Linked DNA regions of Macaca mulatta: region 2 is linked to region 1. Evidence: chromatin contacts called from public Hi-C data. All regions are on one chromosome and are shown on one strand. The core of a region is the stretch at or near the end of the contact, and the rest is flanking DNA. Distances in the headings are between cores, read along the strand shown. Region 1 holds the start of FSIP1 (fibrous sheath interacting protein 1). Region 2 holds the start of SRP14 (signal recognition particle 14).

Region 1 (3,754 bases), core at 104-2,603:
TGGTTTTCAACTTGACATTGGTGAATTTCTTCAGTAACATCCCTAGGTTGGCTGCTAAATTTTAATTCTCACAGGAGAATTAGGATACTTTCTCCTTTTTTCTTCATTTTGCAACTTTTTTTCTTTTGAGATTTGGAAAGCCACATAAATTCCCTGAGAAATGCTGGGAAGAAATCCCTGCACAGAAACACTAACAATGAGGACAGTGAGGCTGGAACCAGGTTTACCACGGGAAGCAGTAGGTAGGAGTGGAGGTCAGAGAGCCAACGGAAAGCCTTATCATTCAGAGATGATGTCTGCGTGGACCTGAATGGAAGCACTGAACTTCTGACGAGTGTTTGGATTCTGGATATATTCTGAATGCTGAGCTGATAGGACGAATTGACTGTAAAGTGTGAGAGGAAGAGGAATTGAGGACAACTCCAAGGTTTTTGGTTTAGGCATGACAGGATGAAATTACCATTTGCTGAGATGGATAGAGTGGGTGGGGACTCTGGAGAAGTTGTTTTTTCCTGTGTTAAGTTTGAGATGTTTACACATCTAAGTGGATATGTCAAATAGGCAGTTAGGTAAAGGAGTCTGGAGTTCAGGGAAGTCTGGGCTGGTGATAAGATGCAGGATTCAGGAGCATAGGGAAGACATTTACAGCCAGGTTTTTAATATCCAGCACTGGCCTAGACCGCAGCTGTGTTCTTTCGGCAACTCAACCTATGACTATTTGCTTCGCTGAAGAAAACCACATCTTATCTAGTTAAAACAATGAGGACAAAGGAGCCATGAATGCGAAAATGCTCTGTAAACGGTAACGTGCTGGGAAGCAGGAGAAATCTGATGGCACTGGAGGTGAGGAAAATCAGTTTGTGGACGTAGGGAAATAATTTTCGTGCACTGAGAATTAGAGGAACTGAGAAATGAAAGAAGGTGCAACAAGCAATTATAACTTTTTGGACTGTAGCCAAATCTGTGCAAAACGAATATTTTTAAAATTTCCATAGCACCCCAAATTTACTAGAGCTTCACATACATGGTCTTTTTGAGTTGCACAAGTCTTGTGAGAAGAGAATTATTATTGTTCCCATTTTGCGGAGGGGGAAACTGCTCGGAGAGAATAGCTGACCTGTAAGGCATCACAGCAACCTGAGGGACAGAGATACACAAGCATTCAGACGTCCCCATTCCGAATCCAACCTAAAGACGAACAAATCGCTCCCCACGCCCACGGTCGGCCGCGAAGACGGAGGGACACACCCAGGCCGCCCAGCTCGCGGACCTCCAGCAGCAGCCGGCCCCCGTCCCATTTCCGGATGGTACAGCCCTTTCCCCTATCGCGAGACCGCAAGCGTCGCGCATCTGGTTGCCAGAGAAACAGCGGTGCTACGGGCGGGAGGGCTTTGAACTGGCGGCTTCTTCCACCACCAGAGAGGCTGAGGTGGCGGGAGAGATCCCTCTTCTCTGTGGGGAAGTGGCTGGCTCGGCGAGTGTCGGCGGCGCGCTTCTGCGGCCGTCTGCGCTCTGACTGCCGGCGGCCAGTTCCTCGAGGAGGCCCGGCGAGAAGGTGAGGGGCCGCGCAGACGAGGGCGGAGCTCGGTCGCGGGGCGGTGCGCCGAGGAGTGGGCGGGGTGGAGGTGCATCGGGCCGCTTGGCTCGTAGATGGACTGTCAGTGAGAGCGGACATGGCCAATGAGAGGGCGGGGGCGGGCTTATTGGGGGCGGGGCCCCAAGGGCTTCTGCCTCCGCGGAGGCTGTTTCTCCAGGAATCACCTAACATTAGGACCTGTAACCAACCAAGGCTTCCACTTTCCCGAGATCTAGATCTTCCCACCAAGATCTATAACTGATCACCAGCCATTTAAACTAGACCCTAAACGGTAAAGGATGCAAATAGGCATTTCACAGGTAAAATAAAAAGATGCAAACAGCAAACAATTGATTAGAGACTCAACTTTTCTCGTGAAGAAATGTAAACCAAATTCACAGATACCTTTTACACCTCTCAGACTGGAGAAGATGAAACAACTTTGACATAATCAGATGGGCCCCAGTCCACTGTTGGGGAAGTAGTGTAATTTGGTGCAGCCTTTTTGGAGTACAATTTGGCGAACTACCAAAATTTGAAACATAATTGTTCTTTGACTCAGCAATTCTAATTTATTTTATGGATGTATTACCATAGCTAAAGAAATATTGGCACAAAGATATTAACTTACAATTGAGGTATAACTTATGGTAAGCCTCACCCATTTAATCTAAAGTTCTATGAGTTTTGACAAATGCATACAGTTATGTAATTACCAGCCACCACAATCAGAATATGGAAGTTTCGTCATGAACCCCAAATTCCCTAGTGCTCTTTGTAGTTAACCCCTCCCCTAACCCTATTGCTGGCAACCACTTAGTTTTTTGTTCCTGTAATTTTGCCCATTCCAGACTGTCATATTGATGGAAACAAACACCCTGTGGCCTTTTGAATCAGGTTTCTTTCAGCTTAGCATCATGCATCATGCTATTCACTCATGTTCTGTGTATCTGTTGTTTGTTCCTTTATGTTGCTAATAGTGAGAGATGAAGCCGGCTGGGCTTCTGGGTTGGTTGGGGACTTGGAGAACTTTTCTGTCTAGCTAAAGGATTGTAAACACACCAATCAGTGCTCTGTGTCTAGCTAAAGGATTGTAAATGCACCAATCAGCACTCTGTAAAAATGCACCAATCAGCACTCTATGTCTAGCTAAAGGTTTGTAAACACACCAATCAGCACTCTGTAAAAACGGACCAATCAGCTCTCTGTAAAATGAACTAATCAGTGCTCTGTAAAATGGACCAATCAGCTCTCTGTAAAATGGATCAATCAGCAGGATGTGGGTGGGGCCAAATAAGGGAATAAAAGCTGGCCACCGGAACCAGCAGCAGCAACGTGCTGGGGTCCCCTTTCACTTTCTGGGGGGTTTGTTCTTTCATTCTTTGCAGTAAATCTTGTGGCTGCTCACTCTTTGGGTCCGCACTACTTTTATGAGCTGTAACAGTCACCAGGGAGGTCTGCAGCTTCACTCCTGAAGCCAGTGAGACCACGAACCCACCGGGAGGAAGAAACTCTGGACACATCTGAACAGCTGAAGGAACAAACTCGGGACACACATCTTTAAGAACTGTAACACTCACGGCGAGGGTCCGTGGCTTCATTCGTGAAATCAGGGAGACCAAGAACCCACCGGAAGGAACCAATTCTGGAACCAATTCTGGACACAATAGTCCATTGTATGGATGTACAGTCGTATATTTATGCATTTCCTACGTGTATTTATCCATTTCCTACTTGAGGCACATTCGGATGGGTTCTTTCTGGTTGTTGGCTGTTATTAATGAAACTGGTATAAATATGCATGTATAGTTTTTTTGTGTGTGTGTGTGTGTGAATATGTTTTCGTTTCCTGGGTAAATATGAATGAGATTGTGGAGTCATATGGTAAGTGTATGTTTAACTGTAAGAAACTGCCAAGCAGTTTTGAAAAGTGATGATTTTGCATTGTCACTGGCAGTATGAGTGTTAAAGTTGCTTCCAACTTTGTCAGCACTTGGTATTGTCAGTTTTCTAAAAAATTAATTTTTGTCATTTAAATAGGTGTGTAGTGGTATCTCATTATCATTTTTATTTCATTTTTTTGAGAAGTAATAGTGATGAACATCTCTTCATGTGCTCTTTTGACATCCATACATCATCTTGGGTGATGTGTGTGTCCAAATCCTTTGTTTTCTTGTT
Region 2 (3,881 bases), core at 927-3,426, 260 kb before region 1:
AACACACGAGCACTCTGTGATTGGCGCCGTGTGAATAACCTCTAGCGTGCACGTCCAACCGTTTGGCTTCCCTGGGCCACGTTGAAAGAAGAATTGTAAGAATTGTCCTGGGCCATATGTAAAATACGCTAACACAAATGATAGCTATGAGATAAAAAACTTTTTCAAAAAGGGCCCATGCATAATTTTGGTGGTATCTGCCAATACAGATGAGCCAAAAAAGTCCTCACATTCAAATGGCTGGACACCCATGCAAGAGCCCCGGGCCTTGGCATCACTAGCTCAGAAGCTGAAGTCCTGGTTGCGAGCACCAGATTGACCCACGGTAGGTCAATGCTTGAGCCCCGCTGCTGAGGGCAGGTGAGTGACTCTCTGACCCTTTTATTTAATTATTTATTTATTGCCTCTCACCAAAACCCACACAACAGGGGACTGCAAACAGGTTCAAATCCTGGAGAACCAAAAGCCAATACAGGTTGGCTATACAAGGTCATCAGCCTAGGGCAGGAAGTGGGCAAAGGGCGCTGGCCATTTGGAAGAAAATGTGAAATCAGAGAGTGAACATATTTAAGCCATTAAGTTTGTGAATCTCCTAACTGGGCTCCCCATTTCCTGCCTTGTCTCTCTACAGTCTTCACAACCCAGACAGGGCCATCTTTAAAAAATGGTAAATCCCATTTTCAGTGTTCTCTTGAAAACTTCCTTAACAAGAGTCTTCTCTTTGTATCTAGAACAAAATCCAAATTTACCATGGTCACAGGCCCTACATAATCTGGTTCCCAGCTACCTCTCCATACTCCTTCACTCCTTGCTCCACAAGCCCTCCTCACCCCCACCCGCACCTGTCAGTCTTAGACACAGGGCAACTTGTTTCCCCTTTGGGGGTTTTGCTCTAGCCATTCTCTGTGTCTGAAACACTGTGTCCCTAGATCTTTGGATGGCTGGTCCTTTCAGCTTTCAATTCAAAGCTCTCCTCTTCGACGAGAACTCCTCTGACCCCAGCCCAAAGCAGTCCCCTTCCCACTCATTATACAGCCCTGCTTAGCTGTCTTCACAGAGCTCATTATCTGAAGCTGTACTACTTACTTGTTTGCTTCATTGTTTATTTCCTCCCTGCCCCTTTTAACCCAAGTTCCAGGAAACCAGAAACTTAGCTTGTCTTATCCTGCAGCATCCCCAACCTCTACAACAGTGCCTGGCACAGACTGAGAGGCACTCAGCGAAAACCTCTTGTGTGGTAGAATGCTTGACTTTATAGAGGGCCCAGGGTTCAAGTTGGCTACTGGCAGAGAGGGCTTACAACCCAGTTCTCCTGACTAATCAGAGGTAGAACTAAAAACTGGGCTCCAGCCCCTCTTTTTTTTTTTTTTTTTTTTTTTTTTGAGACGGAGGCTCGCTCTGTAGCCCAGGCTGGAGTGCAGCGGCGCGATCTCGGCTTGCAAGCTCCGCCTCCCGGGTTCACGCCATTCAGCCTCCGGAGTAGCTGGGATTACAGGCGCCCGCCACCACCCCCGGCTCTTTTGTATTTTTAGTAGAGACGGGGTTTCACCGTGTTAGCCAGGATGGTCTCAATCTCCTGACCTCGTGATCCGCCCGCCTCGGCCTCCCAAAGTGCTGGGATTACAGGCGTGAGCCACCGCGCCCGGCCCAGCCCCTCTGGCTACAGCTAAAAGGCAGCGTTTAGGGAGAATTTAAAGGATCTACAGGAACTTATAATGATGACAATAATTAAAAGAACAATAGCTGATACCTACGGAACACGCTCTATGTGCCAGGCACTGTTCTACGTATTTAATCTGAGTTTCATTTACGCTTCACGACCACACTGCGAAGTAGATACTATCATTACCCTCACTTTATGGATAAGGAAACTGAGTCACTGAATTGTTAGGTAACCTGCCCAGCATACAGCTGAACATAAACTATACGCTGCTATCAAAACTTTCTTTTGCTCTCACTCCCTCACCCTGGCTGGGGTGAGAAGTTCTCTCTCAAGCGACGGCCCAGGACAGCCCCAACGCCTCCAGGTCACTGGCCCCCGGACGTCCCAGGGCGCCGGCCAGGATTGGTGGAAGAGAAGAGATTGGTGGAAGACAATGGAAGCGTAGTAGCGGAAGTCCCGCCCAGCCTAGGCCGAACTTCCGGCTCTCACTGCTAGGGGCTTCAGCGGAGGGAGTGGAGCGAAGCGTCGCCGCGATGGTGTTGTTGGAGAGCGAGCAGGTATGGCTAGGCCTGGCCGGCAGAGAGACGGGGGCGGCTCAGGCTTTGGTCGAGACCTCTGCCTCCTTCTGCGGGAGGACCAGGGCCTTGACGCGGCGGGGCGAGGATTTGGGGCTGGCTAACGGGGCCGGGCCTGTTGTTTTTCAGTTCCTGACGGAGCTGACCAGACTTTTCCAGAAGTGCCGGACGTCGGGCAGCGTCTATATCACCTTGAAGAAGTGTAAGCAGCGGGAGGGGAGCCGGGCGATGCTCCCCGGGTGCCCGGTGTCTGGGAGCCACCGGAGTCTGTCTGCCGCGGACCGCCGCCTTCCTCTACCGTCCGTCACTCTGTACTGGGCACATTCGGGGCTTCGGGCCTGGAAAATGATGGGGATTGTAGCGGGCGCAGTCCCCAGCGCTGAGCCGCCTAGGTTGCTTCTGGTAACAATGGGTCCCAAGCAGCCCAGGGCTCTTTGTCAGGGATCCCAAACGCCGCCACTTTGAGTGGGAGTTAACGTGCTTCGCTATTCCATGTTTCCGTCGTGGAAATAATAGTTTCTCCAGGGTTTCGCCAGACCGTGGTAGCAGACGAGGTGTTTAACAGAACTAGAGCAGCGGGGCTGGATTAGGTCATCACTTACCCCCTCCTCTGTTTTAACTGTTTGTCTGCCGCTCAGCCACGTATGCGGCCGTGTTCACCAGGATGCATTTTTCCTTCAGATGACGGTCGAACCAAACCCATTCCAAAGAAAGGTACTGTGGAGGGCTTTGAGCCCGCAGACAACAAGTGTCTGTTAAGAGCTACCGATGGGAAAAAGAAGATCAGCACTGTGGTGAGCTGAGTTCCTAAGGCTATCTTTTGAAATGTAAACACTCGAATTGAAGAGAGGATGGGGCGTTTCTGAACCAGGCTTTAATTTACTTTTCCCTTTTGCCCTGTGTGGCTATTTCTGAGACCAGGACCTTCCTATACTTCAGTAGTAGAAAACTCAAGAATAAAATAAAATGAAGAAGGTAGAGGTCAAACAGTCGTTAGTTCTGCTAAAATTTTTGCGGAAATGAATGAAAGTAGCGTATTCGTCCTTATTCGTAGTACTGTAAGGAGCCGTTGGCATAAATATTTGATTCCTTAGCCCCTTACTGTGTTGGGCCTTCAGTAAGCAGTTTCTTGGCACCAGGTGATGCTATTATTTCCTTATCTTTGTGGTTCACATGGCGAATGTGCAGCTAAATGTTAGGTTTCACACTTGAGAAAATATGCATTTTAGTCAAGAGCCCTAGTCTTTCCTTTCAGTGGAGGTTGAATAATGCAAAGGAAGAGTCTTCTTGAGTTGAGTGAATACTACTTTATTCTGCTGTGGCAGAACCAGACTTACTCTCTAATCACATTAGTGTAGGATACTGACTGCATGAAAATGTAGACTAGACTTAGTTGGTAAGTCTCCCGTGACAAGTTATCTTGAGAGGACTTTTACAGTAAAACAAGCTTATGTGGTTTTTACAAATAAAGTTAGATATCATGAAATAACGAAAACCTAAGGAGTCTTCTTCAGAGGTAGTATTTTGTGGTAGCTTGCATTGTGCTTAAATATGCTTGAATTAATGGAAGGCAGGTTTAAAAATAAGATGGGAAGGGAGTAGTTTAAATATATCTTATATTAATGTATAAAAAATTAATACTG

Evidence for each region. A called contact is a pair of places that touch in the nucleus more often than the background predicts.
Region 2: a Hi-C map of cortical neurons shows a contact between it and region 1, with 7 times the contacts expected there. The contact joins the promoter of SRP14 here to the promoter of FSIP1 in region 1. A contact is called at or near these places in 3 of 14 Hi-C or Micro-C datasets (cortical neurons, fetal cortex germinal zone and liver).

The regions. Positions count from the first base shown.
Region 1 is chr7:17,092,502-17,096,255 of T2T-MMU8v2.0, reverse strand. It overlaps FSIP1 (fibrous sheath interacting protein 1), which reads left to right and starts at 1,353. Exons shown (of 12, transcript XM_001092473.5): 1 at 1,353-1,555.
Region 2 is chr7:17,356,466-17,360,346 of T2T-MMU8v2.0, reverse strand. SRP14 (signal recognition particle 14) reads left to right here and starts at 2,176. Exons shown (of 5, transcript NM_001265919.1): 1 at 2,176-2,220; 2 at 2,368-2,440; 3 at 2,920-3,032. The coding sequence starts at 2,197.